Linked DNA regions of Mus musculus: all the other regions are linked to region 1. A link is a contact called in public HiChIP or PLAC-seq and promoter capture Hi-C data. All regions are on one chromosome and are shown on one strand. Each heading gives the region's core, a stretch centred on a gene start, on an enhancer-like site or on the middle of the called end of the contact. The rest is flanking DNA. Distances are from core to core; before and after follow the strand shown.

Evidence for each region. Promoter capture Hi-C pulls out the DNA fragments that hold promoters and counts their contacts. HiChIP or PLAC-seq counts read pairs in DNA pulled down with a chosen protein or histone mark.
Region 2: a contact with region 1 is called in a promoter capture Hi-C map of pre-B cells, with 1.9 times the contacts expected there. The contact joins the promoter of Rsph9 here to the promoter of Zfp318 in region 1. A contact is called at or near these places in 3 of 39 promoter capture datasets (the C10 cell line, frontonasal cranial neural crest and pre-B cells), 2 of 484 Hi-C or Micro-C datasets (CD8 T cells and pre-B cells), 1 of 115 datasets of contacts at active chromatin or transcription factors (pancreatic cancer cells) and 2 of 9 other capture datasets (adipose tissue and liver).
Region 3: a FOXA1 HiChIP or PLAC-seq map of pancreatic cancer cells shows a contact between it and region 1. The contact joins the enhancer-like site here to the promoter of Zfp318 in region 1. A contact is called at or near these places in 2 of 39 promoter capture datasets (hippocampal neurons and macrophages), 2 of 115 datasets of contacts at active chromatin or transcription factors (microglia and pancreatic cancer cells) and 3 of 9 other capture datasets (adipose tissue, embryonic stem cells and liver).

The regions. Positions count from the first base shown.
Region 1 is chr17:46,381,465-46,385,813 of GRCm38.p6, forward strand. Zfp318 (zinc finger protein 318) reads left to right here and starts at 2,302. Exons shown (of 10, transcript NM_207671.4): 1 at 2,302-2,866. The coding sequence starts at 2,375.
Region 2 is chr17:46,141,852-46,146,200 of GRCm38.p6, forward strand. It overlaps Rsph9 (radial spoke head 9 homolog (Chlamydomonas)), which reads right to left and starts at 2,349. Exons shown (of 5, transcript NM_029338.4): 1 at 2,071-2,349. The coding sequence starts at 2,297.
Region 3 is chr17:46,590,862-46,595,210 of GRCm38.p6, forward strand. Ptk7 (PTK7 protein tyrosine kinase 7) reads right to left here. Exons shown (of 20, transcript NM_175168.4): 2 at 654-941. Among named protein-coding and RNA genes, the nearest start is that of Ptk7, 36 kb to the right of the region's middle. Within about 2 kb of position 2,455, at least 54 of the 459 cell types and tissues checked have an H3K27ac peak or open chromatin away from gene starts, as enhancers often do. A contact at or near this core is called in embryonic stem cells and pancreatic cancer cells, where this site is marked.

The DNA.
Region 1 (4,349 bases), core at 1,052-3,551:
AGAAGCAAGCTGGGGAGGAAAGGGTCTATTCAGCTTACACTTTCCACATTGCTGTTCATCACCAAGGAAGTCAGGACTGGAACTCAAGCAGGGCAGGAAGCAGGAGCTGATGCAGAGGCCATGGACGGATGTTCTTTACTGGCTTGCTCAGCCTGCTCTTTTATAGAACCAAGACTACCAGCCCAGAGATGGTCCCACCCACAAGGGGACCTCCCCCCTAAACACTTTATTATTGGAGAAAGACATAGGAGACAATGTTAATACTAGAACAGCAAATCCCAATTTAAAATGTATTGATTCTGGCCAGACAGTGGTGGCATAAACCCTTAATCCCAGCACTGGTCTACAGAGCAAGTTCCAGGACAGCCAGGGCTACACAGAAAAACCATTTTGAAAAAACAAAAAAAAAAAAAAAACAAAAAAAAAGGAAAAAAAGTATTAATTTTGGTTCTAAATAATGGTACTCCATATCTATATTCCCAGCACTTAGGAAGTAGAATCAGAGGATTAGGGGTTCAAAGACATCCTCTGATACATACTGAGTTTGAGACAAGCCTCAGGCAACTGAGACCCTAGTATGTACAATAAGCATTGACTTCAACTAAATATACATAGTGATTTATCTTTCCTCGTCTACTAAAGTAGATGGAGATAACTAAATACATACATAGGTAGTATAATAAAGACAGGGCACATACCTCTGGTAGATTAGCTTTTTCATCAAAATAACGTATATTTACAAATTATATCAATAATATAGGATAAAGCAAACAAGTGTAAGGGAATACAGCTGGTAACATTTTTATACTGGTGCCAGGTGGGAGGTCCATGACTTCAAGGCTAGCCTGATCTACATAGGAAATTCCAGACCAGTTAAGGCTGCATAGTGAAACCTGACTCTCAAAAAAAAAGGGACAGAAGCAAGATTTTTATTCTGAAATAGGAAGCTTATGACATTTATAAATAAGCAAATCGGCTTATATTTTAAACATAATTTAAAAACAAATTAACAAAGTCATATTTTTTTCTTTTCAGAAATCTGATTCTTGTTTTTTGGTGTTTTTTGTTTGTTTGTTTGTTTTTGTTTTTTGTTTTTCGAGACAGGGTTTCTCAGTATAGCCCTGGCTGCCCTGGAATTCTCTCTGTAGACCAGGTTGACCTTGAACTCTGAGATTTGCCTGATTCTGCCTCTGAGTACTAGGATTAAAAAGTTTGTGCCACCAATGCCTGGCTCAGAAATGTGATTTTTACACAAATTCAAGATTTATGTTTAGCTGGTGAAAAATATGAAGCTATTGTCTAGGTTCAACATATTTCCTCACTTTTGGTTTTTTCATGGTGTGAGATCCTCTGAAACTGGAGCCCCAAATGGTTGTGAACTACCACGAAGGTGCTAGAAAAAAGACCTCCGGAGCCATCTCTACCCAGGCCCTATTTTCCTATGTTTTGACTGACCCTTAGGGTCTTGTCTTTTTCTTTTTAAACATTTATTTCTATTTTCTGTGTATGAGTTTTTGCCTCCATGTGTTTCTGCACCACTGATATCTCAAAACACTTGCCAGGCCTGTCACGGTATGGGTTGCTCCGACAGTGGCCTTCACCACCATTTTACTGTAATGCTTGGCTAGAACATCTGGAAATTTTACTGATGTCTGTTGTGTTTGACTTTCACTTTTCTGTACTTTCTCATTTCTCGATTTAAACCTCTATAAGTTATTGGACTGGAAAGTTACCCGACTACGTCAAGCTTCCTCTGGGGGAAAAGGGATGGACACTCGTTGAGGTTCGTAGCTTCTGACAGGGTTTAGGTGTGAGTGTAGGGGGTCGTTTGCTTTCTCACTATATATAATCATTTCTGTAAAGCAGGTGGATTGCTATGGGCACGCACGCTCCAGGAGCCTGGGAACCAAGCTACTGAGGCCTCCGCTACAACCTGGCCCCGCCCACTCACCGGGCTCTCCGGCCCCGCCCACCGCGCCGGGAGGAGGAGAGGGGTGGTCTCTCTGCATCACGTGGTCTCCGGGGGAGTAGGGGGTGGGCGGCTCGCCGGTCGCCATTTTGCGCGGGGCCGAAAGGCGGGGCCTGCGCACTTCAGGGCGCGCGCCCCTGGTGCTCGCGCAGGCTCAGCGCTCCGCCCCACGGCTCCCGGCTCCTGAGGCCGCTCTCCGCGTCCAGCCGCGGGAGAGCCTGGGAGGACGAGGGGGTGTGGCGTGTCGGCGCGTACCCGCGCCCTCCAACCGCTGGCCGGTGGGGCGGGGCCGCGGGGAGGGGGCCGCTCCGTCCGCGAGGGCGGCGCGCTGCGGTGTCCGCGGCGGCGGTGCCTGCGGCTGTGGCGGCACGCTCCCGAGCGGCGTCCGCGGCGCTCCCGGTAGCCATGTACCGCAGTGGCTCCCGCTCCTCCGTCTCTTCGCACCGGTCGAAAGACGGCAGCGCGAGCGGCCCTCCGCCGGGCCGTCCCGTGGGCGCCTCCTCAGGCCCCACACGCCGCCCCTCGTCGCCGCCGCCGCCCTCTTGCTCCTCGCTGCGGCTCCCCGCCCGCCGCCACCGCTCGCCCTCAGGCCACCGCGGCCGCTGGGCCTCGCCGTCCCCGCCTCGGGGTCGTCGCGGCTCCCCGTCCCCGCCCCGCGGCCGCCGGGCCTCACCGTCTCCGACCCGCGGCCGCCGGGCCTCGCCATCCCCTCCGCGGGGTCGTCGTGGCTCCCCGTCCCCGCCGCGCGCCCGTCGCGGCTCCCCGTCGCCACCGCGGAGCCGGCGACACTACCCACCTGGCCTGGGTGGCTTCCGAGGCAGCATTCGAGGCGAGTCCCGCGCCGACTTCGCCCGGGACGGCCGCGGAGACCATCCAGGCGGCGGCGGCGGCAGTCGGGTAATCCCACCCTTCGCCCATGTTGCCCCCATGTCCCCAGCCCCCGGGCCCTCAGGCCAGAGTCCGAATGTCCGAGTCTTCCCCGCTCCCTGACAGTCCTGGGTGCCTCCTTTACACAATAACGGACCCGGGACCCGTTCGGTCACCCGTGTTGGAACAGAACAGGACGCCCGGTTTCTAGGGGGAAGAGGCTTTCGCTCTTGCTATGTGGAAAAGTTCTCCAAGGCGAGGGGCATTTCATCCATACTGACTGGCGCTTTGGCGTTTCCCTTTGGGTTTGATCAAATTCGTTGCTTTAAGGCCCGAGTTTAGCAGAACATCTGAAATGCCTGGTGGCCAGTGAGGAAAGCTTGAACCAAAGCAGACTGGATGCTTTAGCTGTCATGGAGTCTCAGTTATAGCTGTTATTCCGACGAGAGGTGTGCATAATCAATCATTGTGATTGCTGCCATCAGCTAGAGACACAAGAGCAGCTACCAGCAATCTTTTAGGGCTCACGGTCCCTTGAGGTAAAGCAATAGCAATAGGTGTTATCACAGCCAAGGAACCAGCTCAGAGAGGTTTAAGTAGCTTGATCAAGGTGACACACAAGTGATGGAGCTGTGGTTCAGCTCACATGTTGGATTCTCACAGCCTGCGATTTTACATGTTAAAATGTGCTGCTGCTGGAGGGACAAAATGTGGGATTAATTTATGGTTGTGGTGGGTGTAGCTGAGTAGTACTCAGTAGGGCTTACAAAACTGTAAAACCCGATTTGGAATCTTAGCATCCTAATTTTAAATAAAGGTGCAGGTGTGATAGTGACCCCTCAGCTGGCACTACAGTGCCCTAGTGTTCTGGTCATAAACTGATTTGTCACATTGTGAAGACTTCTCAAAGCCCTCACTAGAGAGGAATCGAGTAGAATACTGCAGCCTCCCCCTTCTGGGTGCTGTACTCACTCCAGCTCCAGTTCTCCGTCCCATAGGAAAATGCTTTCTCTTACCACCCGAACATTTACCTCATGCTTCAAGGGAAGCCCCCAGGCTATCCTGTCATCTCTCACCACTCTGAAGGCCCTGCTGCCTCTTCCTCAGATTGGTACAGTTGCCTTCTTCGTAATTGAGCCTTGCTACTCACCATTTATCTTTTCTGTGTTCAGCCATCAAATTGATTTTTAAAAATATTTTGAATAGTGTGTGTTCAGGTGTACCTGTGAATGAGGTATATATGTGGGAGTGCAGATGTTGTGGAGGCTTTGGATTCCTTGGAGATGGTTGTCAGCAAGATGGTTGAGTGCCTGGTCCTTTGGAGGAACTCACTCTTAACTGGAGCCTCCACACTGATTTTCAGCCTTCATTTTATACATTTAATAAGCATCTATTGAGCATCTGCCATGAATTAGATACAGTTACGATAAATAGATGAAGTTAGAAATTCCGTGGTGTGTTCAATGTGATTAAGGGCTAAAACCAAAATCAAGTTACAATTTCAAGGAAAAAA
Region 2 (4,349 bases), core at 1,099-3,598, 240 kb before region 1:
GTCCGTTTGGTGTATTTCCTACTCTCCTTCAACTATTCTATTTTGGGGAGCTGGAGAAATAGCAGTTAGAAGCACTTGCTGTTCTCCCAGGGGACCCAGGTTTGGTTCCCTAGCCCCCAAATGGTGGCTCACAGCTGTCTGCAACTTCAGTTGCAGAAGATCCGATGCCCTCTTCTGGCCTCTGTAAACACCAGGTCCACACATGGTGTACAGGCATACATGCAGGCAGAACACCTCTAGTGGCTTGAGTATGCTTGACCCGTGGGAAGTCCTACTATTTAGGACGTGTTGGAGGAAGTGCATCGCTGTGGGGGTGGGCTTTGAGGTCCTATGCTTAAGCTCTGCCCAGGATGGAAGAGAGAGAAACTCAACAAATGCTTACACAAACGAGTCTCCTTATCTTGAGCCCAAATGTGGATTCCCAAACTGTACTTTATATGCCTGGTTATACTTTGCCCCCAGGCACTCCATACCAGTTACTCTGCCTATTGTTAGGTCAGGTTTGTCTCTTTGCCTGTGAGTGGTTTTGTTATTTGATATAGGGTCTCTCACTGTAGCCAAGGTTGACCTTGAAATCCTTCTGTCTCAGCATCTCAAGTGCTGTGATTACCGGCCTGAGCCGGTTCCTGCTGCCCTGAGATTCTCAATAGTAAGTGGTGACAACACTTAGCTGACCCTTTGGCTTGGACCAGCCTCGAACTCTCCGCCACCTCCGTCTAGCCTGTCAGTCTCTCTCCTAAATCCCCCCCCCCTCCATTCCCTCAGCCAGTTCCCCCTTCCAGACGCTTGCCTCTGGACACTACAAAGACCTCTAAGTGCCCATCCCACCATACTTCAGATCATCTGCCCACTCAGATATGACCCCGTAGGTGTTCCCTGGTGGCCTACGGACAAAGCTCAAACTCTTGACTTCTCCCGATCGACGGTTGCTGCCTCTGTCCAGTTTACTTCCGGTCTCTTCCCTAAACATGGAAAGCCTTCAGTCAGAGTGCAGGAGGGTCTCTCCAGCTCGCAGCTGTGGGGAAGTGCCCACCTTTCAGAACCCGGAGCAGCTGCTCTCTGATCGAGCTTAGCTCTTCTCCAAAAGCCCGGGACTCTTGGCATCGCTTTAGGATACCTTAGTTTTAGCAATTTTTTTTGAGACAGGGTCTTTACATATTTTTATGTGTATGAGTATTTTGTCTATATGTATGTACATGCACCTGCTGTGTACAGTGTCCTAAGAAGTTCCCTAGAACTGGAGTTATAGATAGTTCTGAACTCCGTGTACGTGCTACGGATTGAATCCCAGCTACGGATTGAATCCCAGTGGTTCAGAAGAGTACCCAGTGCTCTTAAGGTTTAAGCCATGTCTCCAGCCCCCAAATTCCCAGAGGGGCTTCAAACCCCCTGTGTATTTGAGACTGACCTTGAACCCCTGATCCTCCTTCAATACTGGTTTGATGCATGGGTAGATAAATGAAGTCCCCGGATACCTCCTGCTTGGATGCTTTAATAGCATGATAGGCTCCCCTAGCATCCTAGGGAACCCCGAAAGAGGTTGGGAGGCTTACACTGCAGAATTGCCCCCAGCTCTTTCCCCATTTTACAAGTCTTGCACTTCCAGGAAAGAGCACCTCCCACTGCAGAGCCTACACTCCCCAGAGACGTTTCTAAACAGCTTCAGTACAAATCTCAGAGCGTCTGACTTCTCCAAGCCAAATCCAGTCCACAGCTAGAACCTGAATTCTACACCAGTTGCCATCTCCGGGACTTCTACATTCTGTGCCCGCTCAGTTTATTTAGCCTTCTGTCTCTAACGAATCCATCTAGACCAGTTTCCCATGCAAATCCAGGCTGACAATGCTGCCTCCTTGGACCCTGCCCAGGCCACTTTCCCACCCTGTCAGGATCCACAGGACCCTCACAGTTCCGTGACATCTCAGTCCTCAAGCTCCTCATTTCCCTCCTCAAGCCCCACCCACAGGTGCTTCCTGCGTAGGTCCTGGGCGCACCCACCTTCCCCAGCTGGAGTTGCACCCAACACCCTTCGGGATCCTCCTGCAGCCTTATCTGCCAGAGTCGCCTCACCTGTAGAGCGTCTTGCGTGGTGCGAGCTGGTCCTCACTCAAGCCCTGTGCGATGTAGTAATCCGCCACAAGGCCAAGGATGCGGCCCCAGAAAAGGACCCTCGCGAAGCGGTAATCGCGCTTCACCAGCATAAGGGACGTGAGCAGTGAGGCCCGACGGTCAGGGCTGAGTCCCTGCCCACTGCCAGACGCCAACTCCAGAGACAACAAGAGGCTGTCGGCGTCCATCAGGCCAGCCGTTCTCCTCCAAGCTAGTCTGGCGGGTAGAAGCTGTCTCCATGGAGACCCTGAGCCCCACCCCTTAAGCTAGCAGGAAACAAAATACCACCCACCGGACCGCCCATCTCGCCAAACCCGCCCTTTCCGGGGGCCACGGACTTTCACAGTACAGTGTAGACTCATGTATTCTGTTATCCCAGCGCGGCTTCCCTATATGTGCACTCCACATTACGTACTCCATTTTTGCCCATACGGACTTGGGAAGAAACCCAATACAAAGCCACAAGGCCACTAGCTGTATTATTTCAACCTGGGAATATCACTTCTTGGCCTGAGAATTTTATGAAGAATCTGATACCTTGGCTCTAAAAGCAGTTTCTGACACCTAAACCCACCCAAAGCCAGGTTTCACCAAATAGGTTCTATCCAATCTGACCCCTCCAGTTTTCACGTGAGAGCTCTTTGTTTACTCCCAGGACTAGTCTGACAAATCGGGGAAATCCTTGGAAAAGAATGTAAAGGGTGACAGTTTCCCAGGGGTGGTGGCCCACACCTTTAATGCCAGCCCTCAGGAGGAAGAACTCTTTTGAGTTCAGGGCCAACCTGGTCTACATAACAAGGTCGCAGCTAGCCACACGACTGAAGTGTGTAGAGCTTCATAGTCTCTTTAAAAAAAAAAAAAAAAAAAAAAAAAGCCACTTACAGACTACATGTGTGTCAGCTACATAACTTTGGGCTCCACAGCTGTTCAGACCCAAATAGTAGCCACAGAGGATCAGCTCTGTATTCCCTAGGCTAGCCTAACTCAGGCGAGTCTAACCACTGCTACATCACATCCGCTGCTGTTCTGGAGTCTCCAAAGTCAAAATCACCGGGGTCCTCTGAAGGCTTGTTTCAGGCCTTGTCAATGACTGATCTTATTTCTGGATTCCTTTGTGGAAGACTCATGAAGTCAACATGCCCTGGGCCTCCAAGCCAAGCCCAGAGAGAAATAAGTGTCTAATTTGCTCAGATAATTACTTTGTTTTGATGTTTTGATTGCCTGGGCATTGTTCATCGAGGCTTTTTAAATGGGCATTAGAGAGCTGACCTGGCCGGTCATTTCAAAGAAACTTATGCCGCCCCCCCCCCCCCCCACACACACACATCAGGTCCTGCCCTCCACCATCATGCCCTGCTTTGGTAATATGGCTTAATTCTTCTGTAAAGCGATATCAGACACAAAAACAACCAACAGTTTGGCTGACAGGATACACTTCAGGGGAGGTCACACAGAACACAGCCCAAGCATCTTGCGTTCCCCTATACTGGATTTACCCATCAGAAATGAGTTCACATCAGGAGCCAGAATCTGAAGAAGGCCTTCTCAGAGCTTGGTAGCACATCCACTAGGGACAGAGCAAATCCTGGCTATTCCAGAGAAAAACCGCACTAACGTTAGAACACAGGGAAGAGCAGTTTCTGCAGGCAGTGAACAGCTTTCAAGTCATGCTTTGCCATTGAAGCCAGTGGTTTCTAACTTTCCTAGTGCTACAGCCCTTTAATACGGTTCCTCCTGTTATGGTGACCCCCCCCCCCAAACCATAACATTATTTCATTGCTACCTCATAACTATAACTTTGCTAATTATGAATCATAATATAAATGTGTTTTACAAGTCTTAGGTGACCCCTGTGGAAGGGTTGTTTGACCCCCAACGGGGTTGTGACTCACAAGAACCTCTAACTTAAGCAAACTAGCCTTGCCAAACCTTACCTTTATAATGGGGTAGTAACCTATACATATAAGTTAGCATTAAATAATATGTATAAGTGCTTTTTTGAGGCAGGGTCTCTACATAGCCTTGGCTGTCCTGGAACTTACTCTGTTGACTAAGCTGGCCTTGAACTTACAGAGATCAGTCACTCTCTGGCTCCCAAATGCTAGATAAAAAGCATGTACTACCCACCCCAGCCTTGTTTGTAAGCCTTAAACACAGTGTATAGGTACAGGAAGCGGGGGTGGGAGGTGGGGGTGGGGGTGGGAGGGGGATGATGATGATGCACAAGAGCAGAGGGCCCA
Region 3 (4,349 bases), core at 1,205-3,704, 210 kb after region 1:
CTAGAGCAGAGGCCACAGTTGCAGAGCATAGGTGGGAAGATGGAGGGGAAGGAGGGCACCACGTAGCCCTTAGGCATGTACCCGTCTTACACACACACACACACACACACACACACACACACGAGTACCGTGAAGCCACAGCCAAGACTGTGGGTCCAGACACAGAGCACACGCCTTGTCCCTGATGGGTCAAATTTAATACACGCCAAGGACTTCAATGAAAGCCTCCAGTAGATAAAAGGGACAGAGACTGGAAGCAGTGGGGGAGGGCGGGAAAGATGGACGGTACTCTGTCTGTGGTACTAGTATGTGCTCAGTGTGTATGGGACCCTAGGTCCAATCTATAGCAAAGAAAAGGGAAGGGAGGGTTTGGAAAGATGGATGAGAGGGAAGAGGAGAGGACAGGGTGAGGGAGAAGATGCAAAGATGGTAGAAAAGTAAGGAGGGAGAGAAGGAAGCAGTAGGAGCCTACTAACTCCCTCTCATCCACACAAGCAGTATCACAAATGAACTCTCTCTGCCCCATTCAACTGGCAGCAGGAGAAACCGAGGAAGAGGCTCCCAGGCCTCAGCTGCTGAGGCTGAAGGCTGCACACCAGGCACAGCACCCTCCCTCCCTCCCTCCCTCCCTCCCTCCAAAGGCTCTCACTCACATTTGATGTTGAAGGAGGCATTAGTACTGCGGACTTCCTCTCCAGTGACGTTATCCCGAGCCACACACTGGAAAGCACCAGAATCCTGGAGCCGGTCCACAGCTGCGAAACTCAGGCTGCTGCCCTGGGCAAACCGTCGCTCCGTGTCCTGGACAGGCACCCCATTGAGCAGCCAGTACACGTGCACCGGGTCCGGAGCCTCCACTTCACAACGGAGCAGCGCCCGGCGCCCTTGAAGTGCATCCTGGGAGGACGGCTCCTTGATAAAGACGATAGCGGCTTGGGCACCTGCGGACGCAGACGTGGGAGAAGCAGGGTCAGGAGGAGCTGATGCCTCCATCCTAACACGGGGGGGGGGGGGGGAGCGGGGCGAGACCACGGACGGCTGGTCAATAAACAGGCACAAATAACAATGCTATAATGCTATAGTTGCAGAGGTCCTCGGAGGAGTTCCAACTGTGTTGGAATCCAGACAAAAATGTCCCCGGTCAGGCTGGTGAGATGGCTCAGTGGTTAAGAGCACCGACTGCTCTTCCGAAGGTCCTGAGTTCAAATCCCAGCAATCACATGGTGCCTCACAACCATCCGTAATGAGATCTGACGCCCTCTTCTGGTGCGTCTGAAGACAGCTACAGTGTACTTATAGGATGGACAAATATACAAGATATGTCTGTGTAAATGCCAAGTGGATGATGTGGAAAGCTGGCTCCCGTAAGTAAGGGAGCCCTGAGGCCTGGGTGGGGCTGATCACACCCGGCTTCCCAAAGACAAGAGCCCCAGACCTACAAGACCAGATCCTAGGTTCTGATGCTAAGGCTAGGGACCAGGGGATTGGAAAAGTAACCCAACCCTCCCTTGCCTACCCCAGAGGGAAGGCACAGAATAAAGTTTGATCTTGACTTAGCCAGAGAACCCTAGGGTACCAGCCACTAAGGCAGTTGTGGCTCTGAAGCCCATCCACGGTGCTCTGCAGTCCCCGAGACGTCATCCTCTCACTGGAGAAGCGGAAGTTCTCAAGACACAAAGGCCAAGATGTACTGAGGTCAGCCTGATATCCGGTCTGTCAGGCCACAGATCTGTATGTAAAGCCTCCTGCGCACGGTCACTCAGCTTTAGTCCCAACTCGGGGGACAACTATGAACAGGAGCCTCCACCCCCGCAACCAGAGGCAGAACCAGAGTCAGGGGCAAAGCAAGCACCTGTGCTGTGCAGATGGGCTAGGCGGGGCAGGGCAGGGCTGGGCATTCTGGGGGGGGGGGGGGGGGGAGCATAGTTACAGCAGTGTCACAGGTAACATGGTAGGCTTTGTTTATGCCATGTGGGTGCCTGGCAGAGTCACGGAACCACCGGGCGGGCAGGCGGGCTTAAATGTGGAAGAGATGTTCCCAGCCACCAGGAAGAAGCAGGCTCAGGGCCAAGTCACTGGGGAGCAGTCACAGCCCAGCCAACACTCCCTAAAGACCCTAGAGATGAGGTTTGGTTCCTCAGCCCGAGATTCTGCCTTCTCAGAGTTGTATGTCAATACAAGTCCTAGGATCTAACAGGACTAACAGCCCAGATAAGAGGCTACTCTGAAACCAGTCTATCTTCCAACCTTCCCAAAGGCCCACCACCCCTAACACAAAACATTCAGGGAGCTGGAAATGTCCCCAAAGCACCCTTCTTCCTTCTCAATGGGGTCCTGTTGGTTCTCTGCGCAAGCCAATTCTCTACCAAGCAGGGTGATCCCACCCACTGTGCCAGTTAACAAACATGCCTTTAGGCACCTTGGTTACTGTGCCAACGCAGACACTCCCCATCCATTTCTAAATACTCCACAGGGGTGTGGCCCTGTCCCCACTAGACATCATGGTACAAAACCTTTGCGGTATGGAACTGTGTGCAAACTCAGGCCCAGAAATGTGAAGGACTAACTAAAGGTCAGACAACTTACATGTTACAACTCCATGCCCAAAACCTAAAGAAGCCAGCCCCTCATCTCACGCTCTTCCTGGAAACATCTGAGCCTACCAGGGTGAGTCGGTTTCCTCACAGTCAGGCAGTGTGGCAGACCTGCCTCCCACAGACAATACCAGGCTCACAAAGACACTCAGAGAACACTGGGTGACCTGAAGAAAAATTCATGTCTAGGGTGGCTTTGGCATCAGGCGCGTTTGCCCACTTCCACCTGTGGCTGGCAGAATCAGCTCTACTCCACGGTCCTCTGCAAATCTTGGGACCCTCAACCCATAACTCCAGGATGTTCACCAAAGAGCAGAGACATCACCTATGACAGTCAGGGTGTCCAACTTGCTGCTCAGAATAGGATGAATACAGTCGAACCCAAGATTGTAAACTTGCTTAAAACACATGAGTCTTAAAAAACAAAACAAAACAAGTGTGTACGTATGCATCCATGTGTGCACACGTATGGAGAGGTCAGAGGTCAACCTCAGATACCACTCCATGTGGGCTCTGGGGATTGAACTCAGGTCTTCTGTAGGCAGATTGCCTATCTGAGGATAATTTGTTAAGAGTTGGTTCTCCCCTTCCACCATATGGGTTCTAGGAATTGAACTTGGCTTATTCACCAAGTGTGATGGTAAGGGCCAGAGGTTTAACCATCTCACTGGTTAAACGGATGAAAAAAAATGTTGGGGGGTGGGGGTGGGCAACGTGATTGCATGTGTGGGTTTTTTTATTCCCTTAAAGGCTTTTTTTTTTTTTTTTTTTTTTTTGGTTTTTCAAGACAGGGTTTCTCTGTATAGCTCTGGCTGTCCTGGAACTCACTTTGTAGAGCAGGCTGGCCTCGACCTCAGAAATCCGCCTGCCTCTGCCTCCCAAGTGCTGGGATTAAAGGCGTGTGCCACCACCGCCCGGCTGGCTTATTTTATTTTTAAGGATGTATTAGAGTGTGTTCAGCTTCAGACAGAGCCAAGTCTGATCCTGTCATGCTCCGTGTTCTTCCCACAGGAAGATCTTGTGAGCCACAATGCAGCTCTGTGTGTGTGAAAGGCCTTGACCGGAATTCACCTTTGGTAAGAGGCAACTACTGTTAAGCCCAGGAACTCTCTTCCTGCGCAAGGATTCAAACCCTCAGAATATTAGACAACTCTCCTCACGCCAAAGCTCTGGGATGTGCTAAAGCCTAGACAGACGAGCAGAGAACAACCAGATGGTGGGTGGGACAACGGGATAGGCCCTGAGGGTACAGGAGCCCCAGACCACCTGCTGCAGAAACCTGAGAAGAGCCTATGTAACTCTGAGGGACACGGCTCAGCCCCAACCCCCAGCTTTCCACATCCCCTCCTGGGATCAGGACTATGCTTCTCTAGAGCTGTGACCAGAGCCGCAGCATTCCCAGACTGCCACTCAGAGCCCCCGCCATTCCGCACCCCTATGACATGGCCTGGGAAACATCAAAGCCGGGCCTCCCAGGGGCCTCTGTCTTGACGTCAGCTCACAGCAGGTCCTGGTTAGTGCCTGGCTGGGGTACACTTAGATGTTTCCAAAGCCAGCAGAAAGGAGCCTCCGGGCTTCTCAGAGCCCCTGCTCAGTGGCCCCCACATTTGCTTAGAAGGCAGTGGGAATGTGCCCGGGCCGCCAACCTGTATGGCTCATTGTAAACATTGCTCCATCGACGTTTTGGGGAACCGGAGAGTCCCTGGCAGTGATGCCAGACCCCAGGAGCTCTTAGCTTTGTGCAGAGGCGGCTTT